Linked DNA regions of Mus musculus: region 2 is linked to region 1. A link is a contact called in public Hi-C data. All regions are on one chromosome and are shown on one strand. Each heading gives the region's core, a stretch centred on a gene start, on an enhancer-like site or on the middle of the called end of the contact. The rest is flanking DNA. Distances are from core to core; before and after follow the strand shown.

Evidence for each region. A called contact is a pair of places that touch in the nucleus more often than the background predicts.
Region 2: a contact with region 1 is called in a Hi-C map of pancreatic cancer cells, with 5 times the contacts expected there. The contact joins two enhancer-like sites. A contact is called at or near these places in 19 of 39 promoter capture datasets (the 3T3-L1 cell line, 3T3-L1-derived adipocytes, the C10 cell line and 12 more), 6 of 15 datasets of contacts at CTCF or cohesin (the NIH/3T3 cell line, embryonic stem cells, large pre-B cells and 2 more), 111 of 484 Hi-C or Micro-C datasets (3T3-L1-derived adipocytes, B cells, the BV-2 cell line and 53 more), 14 of 115 datasets of contacts at active chromatin or transcription factors (the NIH/3T3 cell line, SST interneurons, differentiating embryonic stem cells and 9 more) and 3 of 9 other capture datasets (embryonic stem cells, liver and macrophages).

The regions. Positions count from the first base shown.
Region 1 is chr3:83,912,422-83,917,967 of GRCm38.p6, forward strand. It overlaps Tmem131l (transmembrane 131 like), which reads right to left. Exons shown (of 35, transcript NM_172681.4): 27 at 843-967. Among named protein-coding and RNA genes, the nearest start is that of Tlr2, 74 kb to the left of the region's middle. Within about 2 kb of position 3,515, at least 33 of the 459 cell types and tissues checked have an H3K27ac peak or open chromatin away from gene starts, as enhancers often do. A contact at or near this core is called in the BV-2 cell line, bone marrow-derived macrophages, embryonic fibroblasts and 3 more, where this site is marked.
Region 2 is chr3:84,310,792-84,316,571 of GRCm38.p6, forward strand. No RefSeq gene overlaps it. Among named protein-coding and RNA genes, the nearest start is that of Trim2, 54 kb to the left of the region's middle. Within about 2 kb of position 1,795, at least 57 of the 459 cell types and tissues checked have an H3K27ac peak or open chromatin away from gene starts, as enhancers often do. A contact at or near this core is called in the BV-2 cell line, bone marrow-derived macrophages, embryonic fibroblasts and 3 more, where this site is marked.

The DNA of each region.
Region 1 (5,546 bases), core at 2,265-4,764:
TAGAAAACTGGGCACTGCAGGGGGGCATCCTGCAGAGGGAGAACTGCGGAACCGGGAAAGCCTAACTGTAGGTACATACAGGGTGGAGAACATGTCTGTTAGAGGCTCCAACACACATGTGCTGTGCTGGGAATCAAAGATGAAAAACTAGAACTCAAAGGCCACTTCGCTGGATGTGCTCATCTGGTTAAAAAACCCTTCAAGCTGGGAAACTTACAGTACGATAGATTTAGGGTTTACCCCTGCCTGGAATCCCAGCAACACAGAGCTTCCACAGACAGTGTTTAGTCCCCTACTCTTCCAGATAAAGAAATGCAAGGCTGAGAAGACAGTGTCTCCAAACAGCAGGGTTTCTAAGGCACAGAACCTAACTTCATAGGTAGCACGTTATAAGGGACAGCTTAGGTCTTTTCTCTAAAATTTCCCACAGCTTTTAGCATTTTATAAGGAGCAGGTAAAAATATAAGTCTTAAAAGGTTATGTTACAGTATTTATTTTTTAAGATTTATTTTATGTATCTGAGTACACTGTCTCTGTCTATCAGAGGAGGGCATCGGATCCCATTACAGATGGTTGTGAGCCACCATGTGGTTGCTGGGAATTGAATCCAGGACCTCTGGAAGAGCAGTCAGTGCTCTTAACCGCTGAGCCATCTCTCCAGCCCATGTTACAGTATTTTTAAGGAGTAAAATTACAATGAGAAACTCTACTGAGTCAGCAAATTCCTCTGAGTGTGAATACAACACTGTCCTATGCTGTGGTGCCCACCTAAGCCTACAGAGGAGGCACTGCTGTCAGTGGAGATCTGCCCTGAACTGGGAAGGGGCTGCAGGAACACGTACCTGGAGGCCTGGGCAGAGGCCCTTTTCTTGTTTCTCCTACAAGGTCGGGTTTTATTCCAGTTGAGGGCTTGTGTGCTTCCTTCTCTCCTCTCCTGAAGCTTCCTCTTCCTGGAAGGATCTTCCTGCTGAAGAGGAGGAAGGAAACATTTGTGCTTTCAAGACACTATCTGAAGAGAAACTCATGACTGCCTTTAACTCTGGAGGACCAACTGTCTGCATCCAGAACGCCTCGGCTCTGCACACTCGAGACCGGCCTTTCTCTGTCTCTGCTTTGTTCTTTCTCATTCTTGTGTCTCTGCTTTCTCTGTCTGCCAAAGACAGAGAAGAAAAAGTAATTGTTGCTTATAAAACCTCCAAGGGGCTGAGAGGGAGAGATCTGCCAGTGCTATCCAGGTGGCTGCGCTAAACCTTCTGCCTCCACTTGGTCATTTGGTGTCTGACTGAATCAACTGCCCGAGCAGAATCCAAATGACCCGGGAAGGTAGGAGCTGCATCTCTACTCTAACTCGCCTGAAATGAACTTTTCACGAACAGCCAGACCACCAGAGAATGTTCTAAACTAGGTACAGCTTCTTGGGTAAATGAAGTCAGAACATGTTTCATGTGCAAATGTGGTTATGAAGAACTTAATCCAGTGTACTGACAGTTACAGGTACATGCGCTACATAGACACACATTTAAAACTTTGTCAGGTGTGGTCTATACATAGGCTCAGTTGGTGGCCATGGGATGGTCCCTTAAGTTAAGGTCCTTTAACGCATCTTCCCCATCCTCTAGGGTGTGCGCCAACCCCTCCCCCACTCCTTCCCTACTCCCCTCTTCAGCAGAGCACAGGCAAAGAGAGTCAGGCTTAACAACACTCCTGCAGCTCGGAAGGACTTGCCTCCTCCATGGTCTTCACAAATACAAAGATGTACCCCACACCAGAGACCCTGGACCCCTGGACCAGAGCTTCTCTATTGCTTTAGACTTCTTTTGTGAACAAAGCAAAGGTTAGTTCATTTCCTTTGTGGTGGCCCAGAAATCAGAGGAGGAACCCTTGGCAAGCTAACAGACATCTGGCTAACGGGCCTTGGAAGGAGAAAGAGGGAAGCTTGTGTTCAATTCCCTACTTGTCCTCAGTCCAGGCTATCAGAGCCTCCTGCATGTGTAACAGGAAAAGGCAGAGAATTTAGGTCACACAGGCAGGGGGGGCCATGGAGTTTTGCTTTCTTTTTATATTCTTTTAATCCTCCCAATATTAAATACATGATTTTTTTTTTTTACTCTAAATGTGTTTAAAAATATTGTAAGTCCCACACAGAAAGACCCGTTCTCCAGGCTTCTGTCTGATGGTCCACAGACAGGCACAGAAGAGACTACTCGGGCAGAACCACGGCTGCCAGCAATCACCGTTGTTTGTCACTAATTGCTGCTGGGGGAACTTTGTCTGTGTCCACCTTGACTGTAAGAGCCAACAAAGGCTTGTCAACTCATGCACTAAAGCCTTGCTGTCCAAGAACAAACACAGGTCAAGTGTTGGTCTTTAAATGGGGTCAGAGAGTGGGGGCTGGTCAGTGGTCACTAACATTTGTCTGCCTTTCAGAAATCAGCATGGTTGGAACAAACTGTCAGCCTGCACAACTGAGAGGTTTGTTCCAACCATGCTGATTTTGGATGGGTGTTTAAAAAAAACTTCCCTCTACCACTTAACTTTACACACGTACAAAGTGGAGGAAAATCATCTTTCCCTAGATAAAATAAAAAGATAACACAACTGTTTCCACCCAGAAGTAGTCCTGGATCCAAGTCCCATCACCCAAATCAACAACAACACCCCCAAACCAAACACCCTTGCTCATCTATCACATGTCCAATATTTTGCTAACTGGCCTAGGGGTATAGCTCAGAGGTAGGGCATGAGCTTATTAGCATGTGGGGGCCTTGAACCCAACAACAGAAGATTGTTGACACAAATGATGCTTCAGGGAGAATGAGGCCAGCTCATTCAACTGCCACCCAGGAGAAAGTCACCTGGAGTCACCCTCCTGGAAGGCAGCCTGACAATGAGGAAGCTGAACCAGTCAGTCCTGCCTGCAGCCATCACGGTGAGTCAGAACGAATCATTCATCACAGAGTTATTTATGAAGTGAAGAGGAGAGGCAGCCTGCAGAAGGAGGATGGAGTAGCATCTTCCCACTCAATACTCAACCACATGAGAAAATCAGGATTACAACTTCCATATACACGCAGTAATAGTTACTCTTAACTATCTTACACTAAAAAAAAGCTAAAGATCTCATTCAAAAAACATTACATTTTAGATACATAATACATCTCTCCCCCCTTTCCTTTTAATGTTTCTGTGATCAAAATTGCTTTTCTAAAACAAACAAACAAACAAAGCATTTAAGAGAAAATAAAAACCCAGAGCTAAGGCTTAGTCTATGGCTTCCAAGCCAGGTCTTCACCCTCCTTGTCAACAGAGAGAGCTAGTTGTCTGTGCACAACAGATTTATAGAAGCTATGAAGTCAGGCACTAAGAATGAGCAAGAAAAAAACCCTGCAAACTGCATGCACACAGTGCTCACCGAGGGCTGCTCCCTGAGTGACTCTCTCTAATGGACAGTGTGGTGCAGAAAGCTTCCACTGACCTGAAGGAACAAACCCACGGAATCAGGACACAAACACCGAGGCAATGACCAAGGTCAGCCACATGATGGCACCAGAATATCTACCTTGCAACCAAGGGCACATCCTTGGGTCCCAAAGTCCATTCTGAATTCCCCAAATCTTTGGTCCTGCAGTCTGCTAAGCAAGCTGCCAACACTGCGTGCAGATGGCTGAAAGCTGCACAGACCCAGAGTGTATGCAGGCACAGGACTGATCAGGGGCCAGTGAAGTCCTCAAATGATTTGATGGTTGAGATGAATGGGAGAAAATATCAAACCAAAACAAAAAACAAAAAAACCTCATAATGAAGGGGCAGCATACACAAGGCTCATCTGGCCCAAGGCTCATCTGGCACGGTGTAGGGTTCTGGTACATGTGTGTGGCAGAGGGAGCCAGCAGCATCACCTCTGCCTCTCAGGGCGACATGAGACCACAGGAACCTTGGCGTCATTGGCTCCATACTCAACTCCAAAACGTGGTTTCTGCGTCCCTTCCTGCATCTGTTCCTCTGCCTCGCATGCACCCCTACATCACCCAGTACTTAGATTCAGGCCACACCTTTGCTCATGCCGTAGAGAAAGTGTGACTGCAGACCTTGATTGTCACTCTGACCTACGTCTGGGATCAACTGAAGCCACAGAAGTTGGGCACACCTGTGAGGGATTTTCTTGATTGGATCACGTTAGGTAGCATCCCCTAAATCTGGGCCCTGCGATGACAGCCCACATAAAAGGACACGGGGAGAGGAAGCTCTTGCTCTCAATCTTGCTGCTGAATTCGTCTATTCAGACGCTATGCCCGGTATTAAATTCAACTCCTTCAGGATTCCAACACAGACTGAAAACCAGCAGCTGTCAAGGAGTCCTCTGGGACCCCAGCACTAGATTGGGACAGCAGGGATATTCACTCTCATGGACTAAACAACTCCAGGATTCTCAGACTGCACTGTGACACAGCCCTTGTTGGACTATATAGACCACATCTGGTAAGTCAGTCTAAATATAAACATATACTATATATGTGTATACATATGCATGCATGTGTATATATTCATATCCTCATTTTATCAGTTCATATATATTCATAATACATATATGTATACATACATAATGCATATGTGCATATGTATATAGAGAACTCTGAGTAATAAAGTCAGGCTACTACAGGTCCAGCTCCATAGAGGTAACCCCTATTCCTAACTCCTGCCTGGCAGTCCCAATATGGAGAGCTCAAGAGCCTTCCTGCCCATGTTTCCCTGTGGGTGCCTGCCTTTCAACCAGATGGGCTCCCTAGACACTCCCAGCTGTCGGCCCTGTTGGGTCCTTTTGGAGATTCTGCAGTGCTTGCTGCCTGCCTTCTTTGACCTTTCTGTGTGCTATGCTTGTACAAGATGCTACTCCCTCCAGGGCTTTCCAGAACCCTGTAGGCCAGCCTTAGTCTTGCTGCTTGATTACATCCACGTTCCTGTGCCTTTATAAATCCACTGTGAAATGTCTATGGTTTACATATTTACAGTACTTCCATTTAATTTAAGCAAGAGTCATGCTTCTTATGTAAGGTTGAACAGCCTGGAATATAGAAATAACCAGGCTCACTGACTATCTCATAAACCTTCCTTCTGAATATTTCTCCATGAGGTAGATGTGTAGGCTTACACATACATAAGGTGACAGGACAGGAAATGGATAAGGTGACATTAAGACAATTAGTTCCTTTTAGATCAAACATTATGGTCCAATTTTATAAGAATCTAATTTTTTTTAAGTAACCAAAGTAGAACCAAAGGAATTATCAACTTTCTAACATTTTTTCTGCATTATATATTAGTCATTAAAGATCTCTTTAAGGGCCAGACACTGTGGCATACGCCTTTAATCCCAGCACTCAAGAGGCAGAGGAAAGATTTTGAGGCCAACCTGGTCTACATAGTGAGTTTCAGGATAGCCAAAGCTATGAAGAGAGACCCTGTCTCCAAAACAAGACAGCTAAGAAACAGATTGCTGGGGTGTATCCTAGTGGTTCTTATCATCCGTAGGCTCTGGGTTTGATCTT
Region 2 (5,780 bases), core at 545-3,044, 400 kb after region 1:
TTATGTATGCATGTTCATACATATAGACATACATTCATAAAGACATACAGTCATATTGTACATACACATAGACAGATGGACAGACCTATATGCATTTGGAGGATGGAGCACAACCCCAACAGTAACACTTTATTTTTTCTCTCAGCCATTTTATACTTTCTTAGACAAAGGTTCTTTGTAAAATTACCTCATAGATAAAGTGTTACACAAAAGGGGAGTTACAGTCGGATGTTGATAGTAAGTTCAAAGCGGTGTTTCATTCTATAAGCTCATTATAAGTTCAAAGCAACAACAGTGTCACATGGCCTTGCTTTATCAGAGTGCACACCCGTGACTTCATCCTTGGACCTGACCTAGAATGAATGCTTTTCCTTGATCATAAATCTGTCTGAAGCCTATTTTTCTTCCTGGTGTAATTGTGAAAGCTCATTGCATTCCTTATTATGCACTTTTTACTTACTATTCTATGAGGAGGGGCATACTCTGTTCTTCCTCATTCTGACTTTATTATATCTTTCTGCCAAAACAAATAAGCCATCTCCTTACACTTTCTTCCTAAAATTATTTGAATCAAGTCAGGAATTCTATAAAGTCATTAACTCATCTAAACAGCATGAATTTATGAAAGTTCATCTTTGTGTTGATCTGCAGGAAATTTGCCCAATCAGATAGGCTGATGCCCAGGAATCGTTGGGCTATGTAATAGTGTCAGGAAAGACATATCAGCAGCAAGAAGCAACCCTGGGACGAAGTCTCTGGGGCTGTGCCTCTCCAGAGTGTCTGCATCACAGCCATGCAAAATGGTGGGCCACCTCAAGGAAACTTACTTGCCATATCTTTCCTAGATGGCTTCTGCCAGTTAGTCATTTCCAGTGTTCAAGGGAATGCAGACAGACAGACAGACAGGCAGACAGATGGACAAGAAGGTTAAGTCAAATGTGAGTTCTGAGTTGAGCTGCAGTTCTCAGTGTGAATTCACGGGGCATCTATCTATCTTGTCTATGAGGAGGAATATAGAAGCAAATCATAATATTCTCCACAAAAGACAACAAGATCCTTGGACCACTGGCTAAATCCCAGCGTAAGATGAGGCTGGACCATTCTATTACACCAAATATGTGTGAGCTACCAAAGACTACCAAAGTTACATCCAAAGGATCCAGAAACCATCTCCAGAGGCTCCACTAACCAAACAAGGAACAGAGCATTAAAATACAGAGTGCCTGTCAGCAACTGCAGCCCCTCAGAGTGTCACAGTCCCATGGGTCATCTTCTGAGGGTGACCTGGAGGTATCTGCCAACTATTGCCTGTAACTAGTCTTGCCAAATTTTGTGTGCAATGAAAATGGTTATGAATTCCACTTTAGAACTTCATGTGGGACCTGCTGGGAATGGCCACAGTACCTGTGCCCCAGGAAGAGCAAATGGTGGGGTGGGACTCACCAGTCTGCTTTATCATGGTACACGGAGCTGCAGTGGGAGGTCTCACGCCCAGGCTCCCTGGGATGGCTGACCATCTTTCCCACAGGTGGGCTTTCTAAAGTGGCATTGTCTGGGTTACAGGATTTCTCACAAGCAGCCCCAGGCACCACCTCTAAGGACACAAAGCAGAATCTATATCTCTACGGGACACAGGTGTAGGTTTCATCCACCATCACCTTCACGTGCTCTACTGTTTAGAGCAGCCGTGTGCAGGCAGATTCAGTGACTGGCAAAAGCCCAACACAACAGGGAGTGTCTGTACTCCCAACCCCCACAGGAATGAATCCATTTTCTTGAAAACTACATAGTAAGAGCAAGAATCTTCTGACTCATACCACTGCGAAGTCATATCCTATGTGAGAGGTGACATTTTGTATAATTATTCTACTGATGATGGAAAATAAAGGACGAGAGCCCACAGGATCCCAGGAAGACAAGCAACTTTACCATTTTTTGCATATCAACTGGAAATTCTTTTAAAGATTTGTTTATTTTATGTATATGAGTACACTGTAGCTGTCTTCAGACACACCAGAAGAGGGCATCAGATCCCATTACAGATGGTTTGAGCCACCATGTGGTTGCTGGGAATTGAGCTCGGGACCTCTGGAAGAGCAGTCAGTGTTCTTAACCCCTGAGCCATCACACCAGCCCTCAAGTGAAATTTTAACGGAGTGAGTTTTTTAAATGTTAAAGTCAGTACTTTTTTCCCTCTATTGCTGGGAATTGACCCCAGGGCCTCGCACATGCTAGATGAATGAACCATTACCAAGATATATCCTCAAACACCAAATGGCGAAATTCAGATATCACCGTTCTGAAGACCTCCCGGGAATAAATAATGAATCTAGCCTTCCAGCATCAACAGTTGATGGCTTCAGAGACAATTAGCTTGATGTGCTACGAGTGGAAGGATATGGCGCCATCTAGTGTCCTGTATAGGGATCAAGCATGCATCTGTTCCAACCCCTGAGGTGCAGGAAATGATGAAATACGGAGGAAGACCAAGACACTAAGAAACTGACCAGTGACCCCTGTGGGTCACTGAGTTGTTCTCTGGGTTCTTTAAGGAATTTCTAAGACCTTCTTGGGCAACTTGGAGAGACCCTGTCTCAGAATAAAAAGTGACAGAGGGATCGGAGATATACCGGGGTGGTACAGTACTTTCCTAACATGTGTGTGGCCCTGGGTCCAAATCACAGTTTTAAAACAAAACAAAACAAAACAAAACAAAACAAAACAAAACAAAACACAGAAAGGGCAGGGCTGGAAAGGAACCAACTGGAAAGATACAGTGTGAAGTTACACGAAATGGAGTGGTACAAGCTGAACTATAGATAAGGCTTGCACATGCGGGCGACAAAATGATCGAGAAACAAGGAAGTGGCCTGCAGTCTGCGTCAGGAGAGACCCCTGCCAGAGGAAAGTGGCAGCTTGAAGACGACCCTGGCAGGAGAGGGGTCTCTAGCTCTTTACTAGTGATGTTGCTCGGCGCACTTGCTGTGTGATTACTCGCAGCATCCTACATTGGGGGATTTCTAGGTTGTCTCTTACAGTGAACCAGACTCTGCGACCTCATTTGCTTCCCGCCACTCTTATCCACTTCTAGAGTCCAGCCAAGAACTTAGCATGGTGACTGTTGGGTCTGGTGACCTGCGAGCTGAAAAGGTCACCAATAAACCTGAGGAGAGCAGACACCTACCAGGTCCTTACTAAGTGTCCAACACTTAACATGGAGCCTCGCTCCTGAGGCGTTCCCTCTGGGAAGACTGTGAGAGACACACTTCATCTTTGACCAGGAGCTGTTAGGGCTGTGAAGGAGATTGCCTGGGGTGTTTTGTAACATGTGTGAATACCTAAAACAGCAGTATGGCTTGGCATTTACAGCAAGTGCTTACCCTATAGAGATTCAAAAGAGCCAGCTGTCTTTATGGAAAGGTCTCCCTCTTCCCCTCCTTTTCACCCTCCCCTCCCTTTCCCCTCCCCCTCCCCTCCCCCCCCCCCCCATTTGTTGAGACAGTATTTCTCTCTATAGTCCTAGCTGTCTTGGAATCCACTCTGTAGACCAGTCTGGCCTCAAACTCAGAGATCAGCCTGTCTCTGCCTCCTGAGTGCTACAAATAAAGCATGCCAGATAAGGGCTTTACATCCAACACACACACACACACACACACACACACACACACACACACACACACACACACACACGGGGTTGGGGGGTGGACTATAATATAAAGCTATAACTTCTTAGGAAACACTATTAAGTAATAGACTCCCTGACCCAAAGTTCCAAATCAAGTCATTTTTCTTAACATAAAAGTTTGTTCTCTGCGTTCAGAGAACATCAAACTTCCTTCTGTGTTCTCTGCCAAGAATATTTAAATATAAGGCCCTTTAGGAAATCTGACATGTACTGAATCTGAGATTAGTGCATTGTCCACAAGAGGGCACTAGTTCTCCAGGATGCTCAAAAAAATCATCTGGCCACAGTGTAGCAGCCAAGAACAAAAGCAGCTAACTCAGCGGTCCAAACTGAGCAGAGAGAAGTATAGTCACAAAACTCAAAAGAAACTTAACATTCAAGCGCTGCCTCCCCTATCTTCATGATCCGGCTGCAGCCTGCCACAGACGTGCTCAGTCAACCCCAGCGTGTGCATGCCTGCATGCAAGTGAGCTGAATATAAAATGAAGTCAGATACTTGAAAGCATATGGTTACTTGTTTCAAAGATACTGTATGCCTGGCATGGGGATTCCACCCTGATGTCTGAAGACTCAGCACTCCAATCTGCATGAATTTCTTCCCAGAATGGCAGGCAGAGGGCCAGCTTGAGCCTGACACAAATCCTGTTTGATGGAGATTCCACCCTAGCTTGTCCCGGCACGGGGCCCGGCTTCCTTTTTTAAAGTTTATTTTTGTTTACCAATGAAGACACACCTCATCCACTCAAGTAGCCCCACCCAAGTTTAATCAGATGGCTTTCACGGTCCATCTTTTAAGAAACAGCAAACACCCAGTAATGCAAAGACAGCAAGATCTCCCAAGAGGAGCACTCTCATGCCAGGAAACTCAAGCCTCTTGTTTACTTACTGGGTTTGAAGATTCTGCTATCAACAGTGTCTTAGTTCTGTGTTTCTTTCTTGCAGCAAGCAGTAGTACTCCAGTCTCCCCAGAGGCAGCTTAGGTGGGGCTAAGTGCCACCCCCCCCCCCAGCCCCCACACACTCCTTGTACCAAAGCAGAAGACAGCAGCTTTGGTCAGCAGAGATAATGCATTATAGCACATGATAAAGACCCAGAAACAGACAAATAATCAGGTCACCCAGTTTGCCAAAGCTTTGCTGCTGGGCTGCTGGGTTTCTTAGGGCTGCTCTCACTGTATTACACATTTAATTCGGCATGCCTGTCCAGAGGATATTTTTAGATGCAATTACCTAAAGAGCTTTCGAGTTCTGGAGTATTATCTGCATGGGTATCTCTTGGCCTAAGGAACCTAAAGTATTAAATGAAGTGAGTCTCCTTTAAAGACACCAGGGCATTGGGAAAAGGCTACCTGCATATGGGTACGTGCTTTGGGCATCCTTTCTGATGAAGAGGTATCTCAGGCAAGCGTGGTTCTGCCTCCCCTCTCCCAGCAGAGTCACCCCTTCCCAGGATTAGGAGGGAGACCCATGGAAGGGTGCCTACTGTACATCACTGTACACACGGGCTACCTGGCCGAGCAGGGCTGTCTTGGTTCCCTGTCTTTTAGACCATGAGTCTAGGCTGAGACACACAGACCCCAATACATCCCCCACACAGCAGAGTCATGCTGTTCCCCTGAGCACAGCTTTCAAGCACTTCAGTTACTTCTTGTTACAATATAGCTCCTGAATTTTCATCCTGGGCCCTTTATAGACCGGCAGGTTGTGGGATCTGAGGTGCTGAGATTGCGTAGGAAACTGTGATAGAAGGCCCATCTTGCTTCCTGAGATCTTTAACTTCCTTTGGCATCGCAGAGGGATAAGAAACACCGAGTGGGGTCTGGGGAACATGGCAGAGGGTTTGCAAATAAACTCAACAGCACAAACGAACGGGTCCAGAAGAACCACTCAGAACCTTCAATGACATTTAGGTTACAGAGATGGATGCCACTGGTCACATAGCTTAAGCCTTTGATTTTTGTAAATAAGAAAAGTGAGTCTCTCAGTCACGTGGGGCAAGCCTCAGGCCCAACCCCAAGACTCCAGACTCGGTTGGAGTCCTTTCCAGAATAGGGACGAATTCGGTCACTCCCTTCCCGTTCCTCCCTTGGGAACGA